2 separate regions of the Mus musculus genome follow, and region 1 is linked to region 2. A link is a contact called in public Hi-C data. All regions are on one chromosome and are shown on one strand. The core of a region is the stretch at or near the end of the contact, and the rest is flanking DNA. Distances in the headings are between cores, read along the strand shown.

The links. Hi-C and Micro-C count contacts between places; a contact is called where the count stands out from the background.
Region 1: a contact with region 2 is called in a Hi-C map of cortical neurons, with 2.4 times the contacts expected there. The contact joins the enhancer-like site here to the promoter of Mir100hg in region 2. A contact is called at or near these places in 1 of 39 promoter capture datasets (the SN4741 cell line), 1 of 484 Hi-C or Micro-C datasets (cortical neurons) and 1 of 115 datasets of contacts at active chromatin or transcription factors (forebrain).

What each region holds. Positions count from the first base shown.
Region 1 is chr9:41,699,279-41,702,150 of GRCm38.p6, reverse strand. All of the region lies in intron 2 of Gm35835 (a long non-coding RNA gene), which reads left to right. Among named protein-coding and RNA genes, the nearest start is that of Gm35835, 37 kb to the left of the region's middle. Within about 2 kb of position 1,295, at least 25 of the 459 cell types and tissues checked have an H3K27ac peak or open chromatin away from gene starts, as enhancers often do. A contact at or near this core is called in cortical neurons, where this site is marked.
Region 2 is chr9:41,375,194-41,377,893 of GRCm38.p6, reverse strand. It overlaps Mir100hg (Mir100 Mirlet7a-2 Mir125b-1 cluster host gene), which reads right to left and starts at 1,368. Exons shown (of 5, transcript NR_131928.1): 1 at 1,218-1,368.

The sequences.
Region 1 (2,872 bases), core at 46-2,545, 320 kb before region 2:
ACAAGTTTGGAAGGGCTTGGACATGACTCTAGACCTCATTTTGGGGAATAGTGATTATGAAAAATGTTTATTTCTGGACCTACAATACAAAACATGGAGGTCATGATATGAGCAGGCCTTATCTCAAGCAAGAAATGAGTGTTGGGGTGAGGTCTGGTTGATGGTGCAGAAGACGGAAGCTAGGGAGGAAAGACTTAAGATCCAGGTCCCAGGGCAGCTGCAGAAATCCACACTGGGAAGCAGGAGGAGCGAAGAGAGCTCTGAGAGGCTCTAGAAAGGATGCACAACAGGTATGGCTTATAGCTTAAGTCAGGAGGGAAGTGGATAATTTTCAATTGTTCTGGTGGAAGTACGGAGAGGACGATTCCCCCAGTGTAGATTTCCAATACAGATTGGTCTGAATCCACAGGCTAGCTGGGCTGTCCATAGGGAAACGTGTGATTAAAACCCAGAGGATAGCACTAGATTAGATTTGCTTAATCTGCTCCCACACTGAGCTGGGAATCCCAGAAGCAGAAAGGTGCTGTGACAGTGGGTGGGACTTGAGAGGGGACCCCCCACATTGGACAGTTATAATTTTCCCTAAAAGCTTGCCTTTTGTTCAAAAGTGGCCATATAGTAGAACTGGCCTGGGAACAAGGTGCATGGTGTGTATAGGAATTCTATATCGTTGTCACAAGTTTCTTACAAATCCAAAAATATTCCTAAGTAAAAGGCTTCCTTGAAGGGTCTCCTAAACCAAGCTAGGGATTGTATAGGATCCACATCCTCGCTGGATTGGCTCTATTGGACTTCAAATAAGCATTGCATTCAAAAAGAAATTAAATTGAACAGGCTTCATTCTTATTGGTCATTAGTAACAGAGAACATCAAGCTGGCTAGGTTTGGTGAAGAAGGGAGAGAGTTCTTTACTGACTAGGTGACACATAACCATTCCCAAGTTCTTCTCTAGGGTTACAGTCAGGAAATACTTACTCTGTCTCTTATAAATGCGCCCTAGTGCCAGGCTATGGAGATGGGCATAAACTCTGCAATGAAGAGGATGTGTGTGGGGGAGGGGGAGATGAGACACTGTCAGGCTCTGATGTCGTAGTCAACCCTTTCCTTGCTTCTTCTTCTTCTATCAAACTTGTCAGCCCCTGCCTGTCCTTATATGACCCAGAGAGCCTGTTTCTTGGGGCTGCCAGTTGACAAGTAAGGTTGCCAACAGAAGCCAGTTGCTCTCTTCTGACGTGGGAACTTACAACCTGTCATCTTTTGTTGTCTGCAGAGCCGAGAACACAGCCAAGCCAGCAGGGAGAGTCTGTCGTTGAAGCCTAGATCTCATTGGAATGACGTAATGCATTCACACATACAGAGGAAGAGAAATGAATGCTTACTGCGGCTACCCTGCTCAGCCCCCAAGTAGCCAGGGGGGGAAAAATCACATGGGCAGTGACAGAGAGAGGACCCAAGGAACTGTTTGTTTTCCCCTAGGTCTAAAGCCAAAACAAAGAGATGGATTGGTCACAAATTGGGCTGCACCTGCATCTTTACTAGCATCTTCAACAACCAACCCTGACTCTGATGAGAGCCAAGCTCCTAGGTATACTAGAAGTAGAATATGAGAGTTAATTGGTTGAGAAGGTTGCAAACAACTTGAGAGAGAGGCAGGGAGGAAGGGAGAGGGAGGGAGGGAGGGAGGGAGGGAGAGAGAGAGAGAGAGAGAGAGAGAGAGAGAGAGAGAGAGAGAGAGAGCAAAGAATGCAATAATCAGGGGAGAAAAAGACAAAAAAGAAGATCTAGCAAAAATCAAATACAAATTAAAAGTCTCCCTGGAGCGTTGTTGCAACGACACCAGGCTGGATGGTCAACAAATAACCAGTGAACTCAGCAAGAAAGTTTGAATTATCCTAAATTGGGGTGGGCTGCACAGCTGCCTGGAATTTCAGTATACATTTGTTTAGGCAGCTCCCAGATTACTTCTTTCTTCTCACCCCCTGTCTGTGAGCTTCCTTTTGATGGGGGCAATGACAAGAAGCTCTAGGTGGCATCAGTTGGAGAGGCCTGGAGACCTGCCAGGGCCACATCATATATCACTCAAGAAAGCCCTGGAGTATATGCTGACTCAGGGCTAAAGTTTTACCGAGGAGAACAGACATGCAAGCATCAAGCCATGGGGGGGTGGGGCACCAACAAAAAGAGGGTTTCCTGAAGGATGAGGACAGGCAGACACAATCTACCCTCGGAACAATAAGCCAGGATTACACCTGCACGCTTCTAGGCCATTGTATACAGTCTGACTCTGAGTATCACCTCTCATATGGAAAGGGAACTTGGTCTGGTTGTCTATCGTAAAGAGTGTTGTTAGGCTCATCTGCAATGGCACACCAAAGCTATGATCATGATTGTTGATCAGGTAAGACACCTCTGACATTCACCCAGAACAATATTATCTGTCCCTGACCTCCGAGACTGATCTCCTCAGTTGTGAGAGTATGTGATTGATTTATTATTTCCACTGTTACATGAGAAATAATGCTCCCCCTTTTAATTTGCTCAGATTGCGGTCATTGGAGGGACTAGTGAGCCGGTGGCAATGACATCTTCACAGTGAAATCCCTATTGATAGTTCTCCATCGATCTCTCTTTCCACATCCATCACAGTTGCTTTAAAGTTCCTGAAAATTGACCAATACTCCCTACCTGACAGTTCCCCTTACCCATAATTCATTTCTTTCAGTGTCCGTGTCTTGAAGCAGTCAGTGAAGGCTTATCGCTATAGCTATCTACCTTTGTCTGTACACATATATGCACACAGTACCTGCCTCCATGGCATACCAAACCTTCTGGAAATAATGCACAATTAATTCTCTTGGCTGCACTTCAAACA
Region 2 (2,700 bases), core at 119-2,618:
AGCTGATACGAGGAGCTAAAAGTAACTGTTCTTTGTCTCAGTGGCTCCTAAGAAAGAGGCAAGGGAGACTGAGCAGAGAAGAAAAGCAATAGAAAATGTTCAGCTGCAGAAAAGCATCCGGGGAGGTTCATTCTTCTCCACAGAGGAAAACACTTCAAGATTTACAGGCAGTCTGGATTTTGGCTAACATTGGGTTTGTTTGTTTGAGGGGGAGGGTGTGTGTGTGTGTGTGTGTGTGTGTGTGTGTGTGTGTGTGTGTGTGTGTGTGTGTGTGTTGTGGTGTTTGGTTGCTCGTGGAGAATAACAGCTTATGTTGGGCATGTCTGTATTCTGTATTGGTTAGTACTGAATGCATTCTGAGCTTACTCACCGTCTGAAATAAAATAAATAATTTTTTTTTATTTCGTTTTACAAAAACCTCCACATAACCTTTGGAAAAACAATGCACTGCCTTGGGTGGCCAAGGACACAGAAATACTGCTACTCTGAAACTCTGTGTGTGTGTGTGTGTGTGTGTGAGAGAGAGAGAGAGAGAGAGAGAGAGAGAGAGAGACTAGGTAACAATCGCTCTCCCTCACTTTCCGGTTTCCAGAGGAATGGTGTGCTCTGGAGCCCTTCATATGTGTGCTTTGTGCCTCTCCTTTCTCCTACATGGGAAATGGGATTTCTTTCATTAGTCCCTCTTGTTAGAATTAAAATCATTTTAAATGAGACACAAAGTATCTTGACGCTCTCTGACTCTGTAAAGGAGACAGTAGTCTCACCTGGAGACCCCCTTTTCTCAGCCAGGCTGGAGCAGGAGCACAGGCTGTCCTCTGGGGTCTTTCTCATCTCCCTTTTGAGATTATTATTCTAAAGAGCCATTTCTGTGTCCTCTCCTCTCGGGTACAATAGCTCAACAACCGTTTCAGTGTGTGAGGTAGCCCCAGAAGCTAAGACATTTGGAGCTGACATTCAAAAGAGAGACCCCCAAAACAACAAATCATTAAAAAAACAACAAAAAAAAAAACCCTGTTTACAGAGACAGGGAATGCGAGTCTAGCAAAGCTTTCCTAATGAGAGGAAGTGTTACAAATCCTGAGAGAGATTCAAATCAGAATAGATCGAGGATAGAGAGGGGCTAGGAAAACCCCTCAACCCCTGGGCACTTAGAAAAAAACCTAACAAGGTTGAGGAGAAGAAAGGAAATGTGCAAAATAGCCAGCGAGGTGACCCACCGTCCTGCGTGCGCCTTGACTCTTGCCGAGGGGAGTAACAGCCACAGCAGTGACATCGGAGTTCTAGCGGGTCAGGTGCCACCTCTGCCCAGCGCTCTCGCCCTCCCCGGCAGGATAGAAAACCATGCTCGAGACAGAGAAGGAGCAAACAGGCGCCACCGCCAAGTCACGGACCCCCATCAGCACCGGCTGGTCTCTGAAAGCCTTGGATCAAGGGTCCCATTCAAAGGCAACGAGGAAGCAGACAGTGGCAAATCAGACCCTGGCGGGCCTTCTGGAATAATTTAACTCCTCGCTCCAGCATTTAGATGGGGATAGCAAGAAACACAGGCGAGAGCTCCTTCACACCGAGGCGCGAGCATATGCCTGCATCTCGGTGGATGTATTTTTAGACACGCTGTCATGGGCAAGGCAGCCTGCGACAGCTTTTGCTTCCCAATGTGGGTGCCGCCTTCTCTGCAGCCTGAAAGCAGCTGAGAGAGCCCAGGGTAGCCATACACATCTCTCAGCAAGCCAAAGGTCAGGCAGGAGAAGAGCACACCCACCCCCAACCATAAGCCATTGTCCCTGTGCTCAGAAAGCAGTCGAAACATTTTCAAGATGTGTTCTAGAAGGAGGGTCATGTGCTGTGGCCGTGTGTGCACTTCCTGTCTTTGCAGGCTGAAAGCATTAGCAGGATTCAGACACACCTTGGGGAAGAAAATTCTAGCATAGGCCCGCCCAGAAGAATAAAAACATTAGGCTGGACATGTGTTATTAATAACACATACTAAACTTTTCAATGCATCCAAACCATATTATTCTAGAAAAAAAAAAATAAAGATGAGTGACCCTTTGTGGTAGATTTAAATGTGCTGTGAAAATCTGGGTATCTAGCCTGAAATTTTTAAATAATAAACTCTCATCTCATTAAAATACAATAAACTACTACACAAATACCTGGGCATTACTTTGTGAACCAAAGCAACCAAGTCTAGTGTGTTCTAATCTGATCTGGAGATTTTTGCCCCCAATGACATATTTTAGAAGACCCCCTTAAATTTTTCATATTAACGTACTTATGAAATATGTATGCAGACATACCTGATGTATGTAAAAATTCTCAAGTTAATTTGAATTTATGGGAAAAAAATCTTTTGGAAGAGTAGGTTAAGCAATCAACATAGCAAGATAACCATAAACAAAATCTCTAACTACATACCAGTGTCTCTGGGGTTTCATATATTCTGAGAATGGGGAGTGGAAATAAGCCAAAGCAACCTTGTAACATGCAACATTGTAAATAAAACTGCTTAAGACATGAGCAAAATGTCTGCCTTCCACATTGGGGAGTCTCTCTTTTCCTCTCTGCCATATGTAGGTAATCTACGAAAGAGAGCTGTCCAAAATGGGTTAACTCCCAACTCCTAGAAAGCCCACAGACACACACTCTGAGTTCTCCTCTTCCTTTAAGGGCAGAGACAGTGTACGATTTCACATTGTA